Linked DNA regions of Sus scrofa: region 1 is linked to region 2. The links are chromatin contacts, called in public Hi-C maps. All regions are on one chromosome and are shown on one strand. The core of a region is the stretch at or near the end of the contact, and the rest is flanking DNA. Distances in the headings are between cores, read along the strand shown.

What was found. A called contact is a pair of places that touch in the nucleus more often than the background predicts.
Region 1: a Hi-C map of fetal liver shows a contact between it and region 2, with 2.3 times the contacts expected there. The contact joins two enhancer-like sites. A contact is called at or near these places in 1 of 5 promoter capture datasets (liver), 4 of 47 Hi-C or Micro-C datasets (alveolar macrophages, embryonic fibroblasts, fetal liver and 1 more) and 2 of 2 datasets of contacts at active chromatin or transcription factors (alveolar macrophages and skeletal muscle).

What each region holds. Positions count from the first base shown.
Region 1 is chrX:106,666,085-106,670,622 of Sscrofa11.1, reverse strand. LOC106507037 (a long non-coding RNA gene) reads right to left here. Exons shown (of 4, transcript XR_002340829.1): 2 at 2,374-2,511; 3 at 1,884-2,146. Among named protein-coding and RNA genes, the nearest start is that of ELF4, 7.0 kb to the right of the region's middle. Within about 2 kb of position 1,417, at least 29 of the 83 cell types and tissues checked have an H3K27ac peak or open chromatin away from gene starts, as enhancers often do. A contact at or near this core is called in alveolar macrophages, fetal liver, retroperitoneal adipose tissue and 1 more, where this site is marked.
Region 2 is chrX:106,500,361-106,504,544 of Sscrofa11.1, reverse strand. It overlaps UTP14A (U3 small nucleolar RNA-associated protein 14 homolog A), which reads right to left. Exons shown (of 15, transcript XM_003135366.4): 15 at 4,156-4,184. Among named protein-coding and RNA genes, the nearest start is that of UTP14A, 23 kb to the right of the region's middle. Within about 2 kb of position 1,709, at least 61 of the 83 cell types and tissues checked have an H3K27ac peak or open chromatin away from gene starts, as enhancers often do. A contact at or near this core is called in alveolar macrophages, fetal liver, retroperitoneal adipose tissue and 1 more, where this site is marked.

The DNA.
Region 1 (4,538 bases), core at 168-2,667, 170 kb before region 2:
TGGCCCAACTTGATTTACAGGTTCTTTTTGTTTGTTTGTTTGTTTTAGTTTGAGTGTTATGATTTTTCTTTGACCTAACAAGTTACATCTAGACCTAGGCCCCTAGACATTGCTCCTTGCCTGATTTGCTCTCCATGGGGAGTTTGACAGCCTTAACATGCAAGGTGACATCCTTTAGCCCCTAAAAAAGACTGGCTTCAAGCCCAGAATTTCCCCAGGAAGGCTCTGTGGTGAAACTATTCTCAGCCATGATCCTAGCACATATATTCCTACCCAACCATTGTGGCTCCCAATCTCCAACAAACACACTCTGCAGAGCTGGCTGGTGAACAGCCACCATAACCCAGGCAGCTTTCAACTTGATGCTGAGATAATTAGTTCTCAGCATCAAGTAACCCCCCTCATTCCACATAAAGCCCCAAAGCCCAAGACTACCCTGTACACCCCCTTTGCTCTCAGTCCATGGCCATTTCCACATTGGCCATGGCCTTGGCAAAGCTGTGCCCCAAAGTGCAGAGACAAGTGAGCCAGGAAGTTTGCAAGTTTCACCACCCAGCTCTTACAGGAGAGACAAAAGGAAACTGCATACAGGGAGAGAAAATCCAGCCCCCTGATTTGCTGGGTGGAAAAGGATATTTAAGGATCTCTGTCCCTCAAGAAGGAAAGGAGAGTATTAGGTGTTTCAGAGCAGGCCTGCAGAACCCCTCCAGCTTGAAGCCTTCTCTCGTCCGGGCCTGAGGCTCCCCTTTATTGAGACAAATATCCCAAGCAACCCTGCGTGGGAGTCTTCAAACTAGAAGCACAGTTCGGGGGTGGGGCAGAGACTGGTAGTGAAAACAGGGACTCGGTGGCCTCAAAGTCACCCCCACCTCAGCCTGGCCTGGGCCAGTACCAAGTTCTAGGGAACTTGGAGGAAGGCTATAGCAGCCTCTCAAGCGATGGATCCGCTTGACTTAATGCAGGGGTCGAGGGCGGCCCAAGGCTCAGAGCACTCCACATTTGTCCCCTTGGTGGCGCCAGCCCATATGCTGGCCTGTTCATTGGCACAAGAGGTTCCAAAGAGACCTCAGCTTCCAAGTGAACTCCCCAGCCAGTCCTGAAGCCCCGAGGTGGATAACTGCAAAAAGGATACTTTGATGGGAGTTCTGCTCAAAGTTGCAAACGTGCGCTTCCCTCCGGGGCATCCCCTGTGCGCCCCAGAACGGCGAGGCGGGCCGAGCGCGGAGGTCTCCGCGGGGACTCCCGTCCGCCACTCGCCTCCCAGCTGTCCCACCGGGTCCTACCCCAGGAGTCCGGAGCAGCCCCCCAGCTCGCCCGACGGGGTTCGAGGAAGGGGGGGAGGGGCAGGAAAGAAGGGATTCAGGGGAAGTTTCAAGGGGTGTTGCCGGAGAGGAGGGAGGATTCTCATGAGTCAGCGGGTCGGGCTCCGTGTGACTTCACTGCTTCCCAAGAGGCGCCCGGGGGAGGAGGCCGCTCCGATGCAGCGGCAGGAGTGGAAGGTCGGAGCGCCAGGCGGGGTACGGGACGGGGCTCGGGCTGGCCAGGCTCTCGGAGCCGGCACGGAGCGAGGAAGCCGCTGGCGAACGGGGACCGCTCGGGCCAGCAGAACGGACCTCTCACGGTCTCCTCCTCCGCCCGCTCGGCCGCCAGTTCCCGCCTCGGCCAGAGACGCGGCGCGGCGCGCGTTCCGCCTGCAGGTGGCGCTGCAGAGGCGCCCTGGGCGCGCTGCTGGGGTTCGGGGTGGGGAGCTCGGTCCCCGCGGGAATCCCGGGGGTGCAGAGCGGGAGGGTCGAGCAAGGGGGTGGGGAGGGGCCGCCACAACCCCCACTGCTCCTCGGGCCCGGCGCTCCCACCCGAGTGGCGGCAGAGTCTGGAGAGCCGACCTGTTGCGATAGCGTCCCGGCGTGAGGCCGTCTGGTGCGTGCTTCAGGGTCCCTCCGGCCGCCTCCCGGGCCCCCGGAGCTCGGGGAGGCTCGCCTCCAGCTCAGGGATCGCGGTTTAGGGGCAGCGTTTCCTCTCTGGGGATGGCCCTCTTGACCCGCAGGCAGCGGAATGGAAACTCTGAGTCGCGTCTCGGGTGCTAGGGGTGGGTTTCGCTGAAAAGCCACTCTCCAGCTTGGCTCCTTTGAGACCAAGAATGCGTCTCCTGCAAAGGGACAGACTGTGGCTGGGGTGGGGGCGCAGTCTGGGACTAGGGTTCTGGCTGGATAGGGGTAGGGGCTCAGCCTTGGGCTGGATGTAGGGCGATGGTGAGGGATTCTTCTGTGCTCGTCAATCCGGTCTTCAGCAGCTATGTAAGAAAAAAAGCAAAGAGGCCCATCTGGGGCTCAAACTTGCAGCCTTGGCCTTGGTTGATAGAGCTTTGGGCCTTACCTCCGTGGAGGCCCCGAGCTCTAGAAGTCATGATGCAGCTGACCTTCCCGTGTTGGTTCATGGTTATGTGGTGGCTGGTTAGTTAACATATTGAGAGTATCAGGGCACAAAAATAACCTGTGGCCAGGCACCTTTAAGCTGCAAAAAAAAAAAAAAAAAAAAAAAAAAAACGTTGCTGGGGGCTCCAGCCTCACCCTTTCCAGAGGTTCTGGTAGCTGGCTCTTCCCATGATACAACTTTACATATAAATATATGGGTAGAGTGTGTCTCCCTTCTCTGTGCCAAGATGTGAAAGCTGTGCCCTGTACTGGTGCCTCTTCTCCTCTGTCAATCAGTCCAGCCCTGCTGCTCTCAGGATGTCCAAAGCCATCTGAGAAAGTTATCTAAGGATTTTTCCATAAAGAAGAGGAAAGGGGGAAAAAAAAACCCCAAAGGATCCTAAACGTTCCCAGGTTTCACTGTGTGCCAGGAGAAATACCGACTGTCTCCCGCCCAGACCTCAGAGCCCGGGCCTCCTTCCTACAGGGCGGTGCCCAGCTATTCCTGGAAACCCCCTCCTTTCTACCAACCCCCTCCCCAAGGTGTCTCCTCCCAGAGCACGACCTAGGAAAAGGATTGTATTGTCCAAGCTTGATGTCCCCTGTCTCCTCTTTCTGTCCCTAGCCTGACCTGCCACAGTCCTGGGCCCGCCCCCTCCCTTGATGCCCACATGCTGGCTTCTCCTCCCAGAGCGGGGCCTGCACTGCAGCCTTTCACTCCAGCCTGGCCCTGGGCCCCACTAGGTGACTGGGAGAGGATCTGATAGACTAATTTGTGTTAATGTGATAATGGGCGCTAATGGGGTCACGTGCTAACCACGGGCCAATTTCTAGCCCGGGCCTCGCTGTCTCAACCCCAAGTCGAGGCTGCAGGGATGGGAATTTCAGGCTGACTAATTTCCACAGCCGGCTGGAGGAGGCGGGGGAGTGGGAGGAACCGAAGCCCCTGGACGATCCCAGGGTGCTGGTGCCTTCGAGCTGCTGCCTCGGTTTCAGTTTCATCCTTGGCTGACACTTTCCTCCGACAGTGGAATTGCTTTGGTTTCCCTCCAGCCCCTCTCCCCTCCCCAGCTGCCCCCGCTTTAGACTTCCCTCAGCCAGTCCTTCACTTTGTGAGGGGAGAGATGGGAAGATAATTTGGCTGCGACCAGGAAAAAATGTACACGTAGACAACCTCAGACGCACAGGCTCACAAACCACACTGCCTTGCAGACACACACATGCACATGCCCTGCACAAACACACATGCATGCACGAGGGGACTTGCCCCTCACATCCAGGAGTCGAGCCCGTGTGTGTCCGGGTACACACACCCGCACACACACACACACTCAGGGCACAGTTATACTCTCACTCACATCTGAAGGGACACACACGGACTCACACATATGCAGGCAAGGCCCTCCAGAGACCCATCCCACACACAGACCCACACACACACTCTCACGCCCTCACACACAAACCAGCAGCAGCAGCCCAGTTGGACGGCTTCCTCAAAAGAGGGCTGGAAAGTTTGTTTGCTGCCAGTGAAGGGGCCTAGACATTCCGTGAAATGACTCATACTGCACCTTTATAGACATTAAATGTTGTATTTTTCTGGATTCAACAACAACCACCACGACAGCCACCCTAGACCCCCGTCCCTGGGGGCAGGGTGGGGGATCTGAGGGCATGCCTGCTGGGCTTGTCTCGTGCACGGCTCGGGCAAGCCTGCAAGAGCAGAGTCCTCTACCTCCCCCTACAGTACAGACCTCAGCCCAGAACCGCCCCTTGGCAGGATGTGACATGGGTGAAGTTGGGGCCTAAGTCCCCCTCACAGCCTCTCCCCATTACCCCACCACATCCCCAGTGCCGAGGACCCAGCTCTCCTGGGTCTGTCCTTATTGCCCCCCTCCTGGCACAACTCCAGGGGGCGCCATAACATGCATAATACGTAGCGCCTTGTGCGATGTGACCAGAGCCCCCTCCGCTCGCCAGAGCCTCCTCTCCATCTGAGGAGGGAGCGCTCAGCACCCTGTCTTGCGTCCCTGTCCCCCAGCACACTCAAGGGCCACAGAAACCGCTTGGTGCTCTCCTCCAGCAAGACCTCTAGGTGTTGGCCTCCCTCCACGCCTCCACGCCAATCCC
Region 2 (4,184 bases), core at 460-2,959:
CTGGGGACCAGAAGGAGGTAGGCATCTGCCTCCTGCATAATTAGCTACATCAGACTCAAAAACATTGATGGCCCATCCCTTTGGGCATCACGCTGTGCCTGGCACGAGCTAGTAATCCCCACCCGGTCTTGGCCCTCCCGAGTTTACAACCTTAAGTCACACAATAATGACACAGATCCCAAAGGCGGGCAGTTAACAAACACATGCACTTGTCTACCGATCACAAGGGATCCATTGAGGGAGCCACAGAGACAAACAGGGCCCCCTTCAAAGAGCTTCCAGTCTGGTGGGTAAAAAGGGAAGACTGAGTGAGGGCTTGGGAGAAGAGGTGCAGGCAAGGAAACGCGGTCAACCTGGGCATCGCCAAACAGACTCTTTTTAAAAAAGTGCCCATTGGCATGTCTGTTGCTGGGTTTCCTGTCCACTTGAGCTGTGCCTCCGACCCCGGATTGAGGGTTTAATTTCAATCCTCGACGCGCGTGGGGTGGATACAAAGAGCCAGAGGCAACATCGCTGTGCGCCGTGGGAAGCCCGCTTCTAGGAGGCGGGGGCCAAGGCGAGCGGCGTGGGCTCGCGCTTTCTCCTTGGGTGGCCGGGGCGTGTCCCCGGCCCTTGCCTCTCCGGGCCTCACGGTCCGCAGTCCCTCAGGGTATTTTCCGGACAGTCCCCCACCCCGGACCCGTTAGCTGCGAATCCCAACTGTGCGCTGCGCGTTGGTGGTACAGGTTTGGGGCTGGCGCCCAAAGGAGGCTCCGGGTAAAGTCATCTCGGGCAGTCGGGTCGCAGCTAGTCCCCAGGGCGCGCCAGCCAGGCCCGGGTTGCTGGAGGCGCCGCGGCCCGCTGGTCCCCCAAACACTTCCGACGGGCGCCTGCGTCCCGGGCGGCCGCCGAGGGCCGGGCTGGGTGTATGCGTGGGGGGCGGCCCGGCCCGCGTTAGCGCTCCCGGGCCGAACGCCGGCCCGCGAGGTGCCCGTGGCCGCGGGGCGCCGAGGCTCCCCCGAGGGCGGGCTGCGCGCCGCGTGGGGCCGGGCCGCCGCAGGGCCTGGGCGGGCGAGCGGGCGAGGCGGGGCGGGGGGAGTGCGTGTGTGTGCGGGGGTAGCGTGCGGGAGCGCGAGCCGCCGGCCCGGGAAGGGTGGGTCGGGGAGCAGCGGCGGCGGCGGCGGCGGCGGCAGCGGCGGGAGGAGCGAGCCGGGAACCAGGGAGGTCGGTCGGGCTGGCGGGCCGGGAGCCGCGGGGCGCGGGGGGTGGGGGGCGGAGCGCCGAGGGCGGAGATGGGGCCGCGGGAGGGAGGGGGCCGGCGGGGCGCGGCCAGGGGCGGGGCGCCGGGACCTGGGGAAGATAAGAGCGTGCTCGCGGGGAGCGAGGGCGGGAGTGAGGGAGGGGCGGGGGACTTAGAGACCAAAGACGAGACAAAAGGACGGGGTGGGTGGGAGGGGCGTAGACTAGCGGGGGTAGGGGAGGGGCGCCGGGGGACGCCTCGGAGGGAGGGGTAAGTGTGTACGAGGTGGGGGGGCTGGTGTGGGAGGGGCTTCGAGAGGGACGTGAAGGGACAACATAAGAAGGGAGCGCGGGGGTACGGAGAAAGGGGGGTGGGTCGGGGTGGAGCACTCCCGGCCACGAAGGGGAGGGGAAGCCGCGAAGGGGAGGCCGCTGGGAGGAAGGGCCACACACAGGGAGGGGGATCCTGGGGATGGACAGTCCGCGAGGAAGGGGGGCCCGGGCTTCCGCGGGCTTGGGAGGGGAAGGGTGAGCAGACACGGGGAAAGGGAGTGCTGCAAGAACCCGAGGGTGGAGGCGGATGGGCGCGTGTGGAGCGCTGAGGGCAGGGATTTAACGCTGCCGATCGGGATGACCGAAAGACCACGGTGGGGGCCGCACAGACGGGACGGGGCTACCAAGGCAAGACGAAAACGGCCCAGGGAAAAGTGGGACCTACGAGGGCTGCAGAAGGGTGGCGGGGGCGGCCTCAGGCTCGGCAGGAAGGCGCCACCACCGCCCTCTGCCCGTCCCCAGCGTGCCCCGCCCCGTCCGGGGGCCCTAAGGGCAGCGGCCTGGGCCGAGGGGGAGCCGAGCCAGGGCGGTACCATTCGGAACAGAGAGGGGGGCTTGGGGGGGGAGGGAGGAGCCAGGGGTCAGAACCCTGTTGGGGCGGGGGGCCACACCCTGGGAAAAAGGCTTGGGCACATCCAGAATGGACCAATCAGCGAGCAAGGCCAGGGTGGCGTCAAGGGGCAGCTCCGGCCAATGGGAAGGGAGAACACTTCGGAGGTTCGGAGGAAGAAAAGAAAAAAAAAAAGCCCCACGAAACAACAATCGAATCCGTTTGGGGGCTTGGAAGGCTGGGAGTGGGCGTCGTTTATAGCACGTTCCAGCGCCTGCCCTCCCCTTTGAAGGATGGGGTCGCTTGCATCACTCCTGGGCCGCCGGGAGCACACGGAGCTGAGGAGGGTCCCGGGAAAGTAGACGGGGATTGGCCCCTTTACTGGGGGCACTTGATTGGGTACTTCGATTTGGGGGGTGGGGGTGGGACAGAGGTGGCAGCTTTGTGCTCGAAAGAGTGAACGAGGCAGGAGTGAGCAGAGGTGCCCCATTCCCCCTCACGGGCTACTGACTTAAAGTGTCAACCAGCAAGCGGATCGCAGATTATCTCAAACCAATGGATAACTTAAAAATATTCCTTGGGCTCGAAACACTATCAATATATTCAGTTCCCTTCTCAGCACTAGGATGGTTCTAGAGAGGATGAGCAATGGTAGTCGGGGCGCATAACTGCCACTGGGAATTTCTACAGACATTTATGGCACGGCTTTTGGCTTCGGAGTTCGTCTAGGGTCCCAGTGCTTACTCAGTCACTAATTTAATGTGCATTGCTCCACTCTGAAATCTTAAACCTGTAAACCAAAGGCATTGGGACTAGTTACTCTTGAGGTCTAAACACTTGGGAAGTGACTTGGAGAGTGGCGGCCCCAGAAAAAAAGGGCCATACAGGTGGGGGGAGTTGCAAAAGCAAATTCGAGTGGCACAGGTAGCTTTTGGCCCGGGGATGCCACATGTCTGTAAACCTCCTGAAACTGTGTAAAGTGGTATAGGTGTGTGTGCATTTTCCTGGGCAGGGTTCATAACTGCATCAAAGTCTCAGAGGGGTCTGTGACACACAAAAATTAACCCCTATCTTGATCTAAAAAGGCTGGGGGCACATCTCCAAGGCAGGAGGGGAAGCGCAGTAGGGGTTGTGTCTTTTCAAAATCAGTGGAGGAGTTTCTCTAGTTCCTTGTTAGGAATCTTGGCTTCAGGGGCCCTTTCTATAGTGTCACACAAAGAAAGGTTCCTCAGAGCTGAGAAGCCCACTGTGAACTGCCATATAGCAAAATAATGCCTGAATAAACTATAAACAATGGTGAGAAGCTGGCCTTGCATTAGGAAGAGAATAGAGCTTTACTTCGGAACGCTTTATCTACCTCATCTGTAAAGTAAGGGTAAAACCTCAGTCTTTTTTTTTTTTTCAGGGCCACACTTGTGGCATATGGAAGTTCCCAGGCTAGGGGTCTAATCAGAGCTGCAGCCAAAGGCTTACACCACAGCAACGCCAGACCCAAGCCATGTCTGCAGCCTGCACCGAAGCTCATGGCAACGCTAGATCCTTAACCCACTGACTGAAGCCAGGATCGAACCCGCATCCTCATGGATAGTAGTCGAGTTTGTTACTGCTGAGCCATGACAAGGCTCAATCTTAAGAATGAGTAAAGTGCAAACTACTCTGGAGAGCAACCTGTATAAGCCAGGGGAGGCTCTCACATTTTTGAAAAGAAAATCATAGTGGCTAGATTTAAAGCTGAACCCAGCTTTAGCACCATCCTAGGACCAGCCAGAGCTGGTTCGAGCATACTGCTGCTAGGTTCAGAGGTTAAGAATATACAATATTTAATTATTACCCCGACTCTTTCACCTGGTTGTTTATGGTTGTATCTGATGTGATGGATTTAAGATCATAGGCGAGAGCAACTTTCCTCCACTCCAATTTAGGACTACGTAGTCCTTGGTAAGAAAATAAGGATCCCCGACAAGTGTGACCGGAGAAATGCGGCAGGGAACATCCAAAGGTATCTATCTTGTCTGATTTGAAGGAAATGGGAAACGACACAGAATACACTCCAATTAAATAGATTAAAAATGCCTTTATTTCT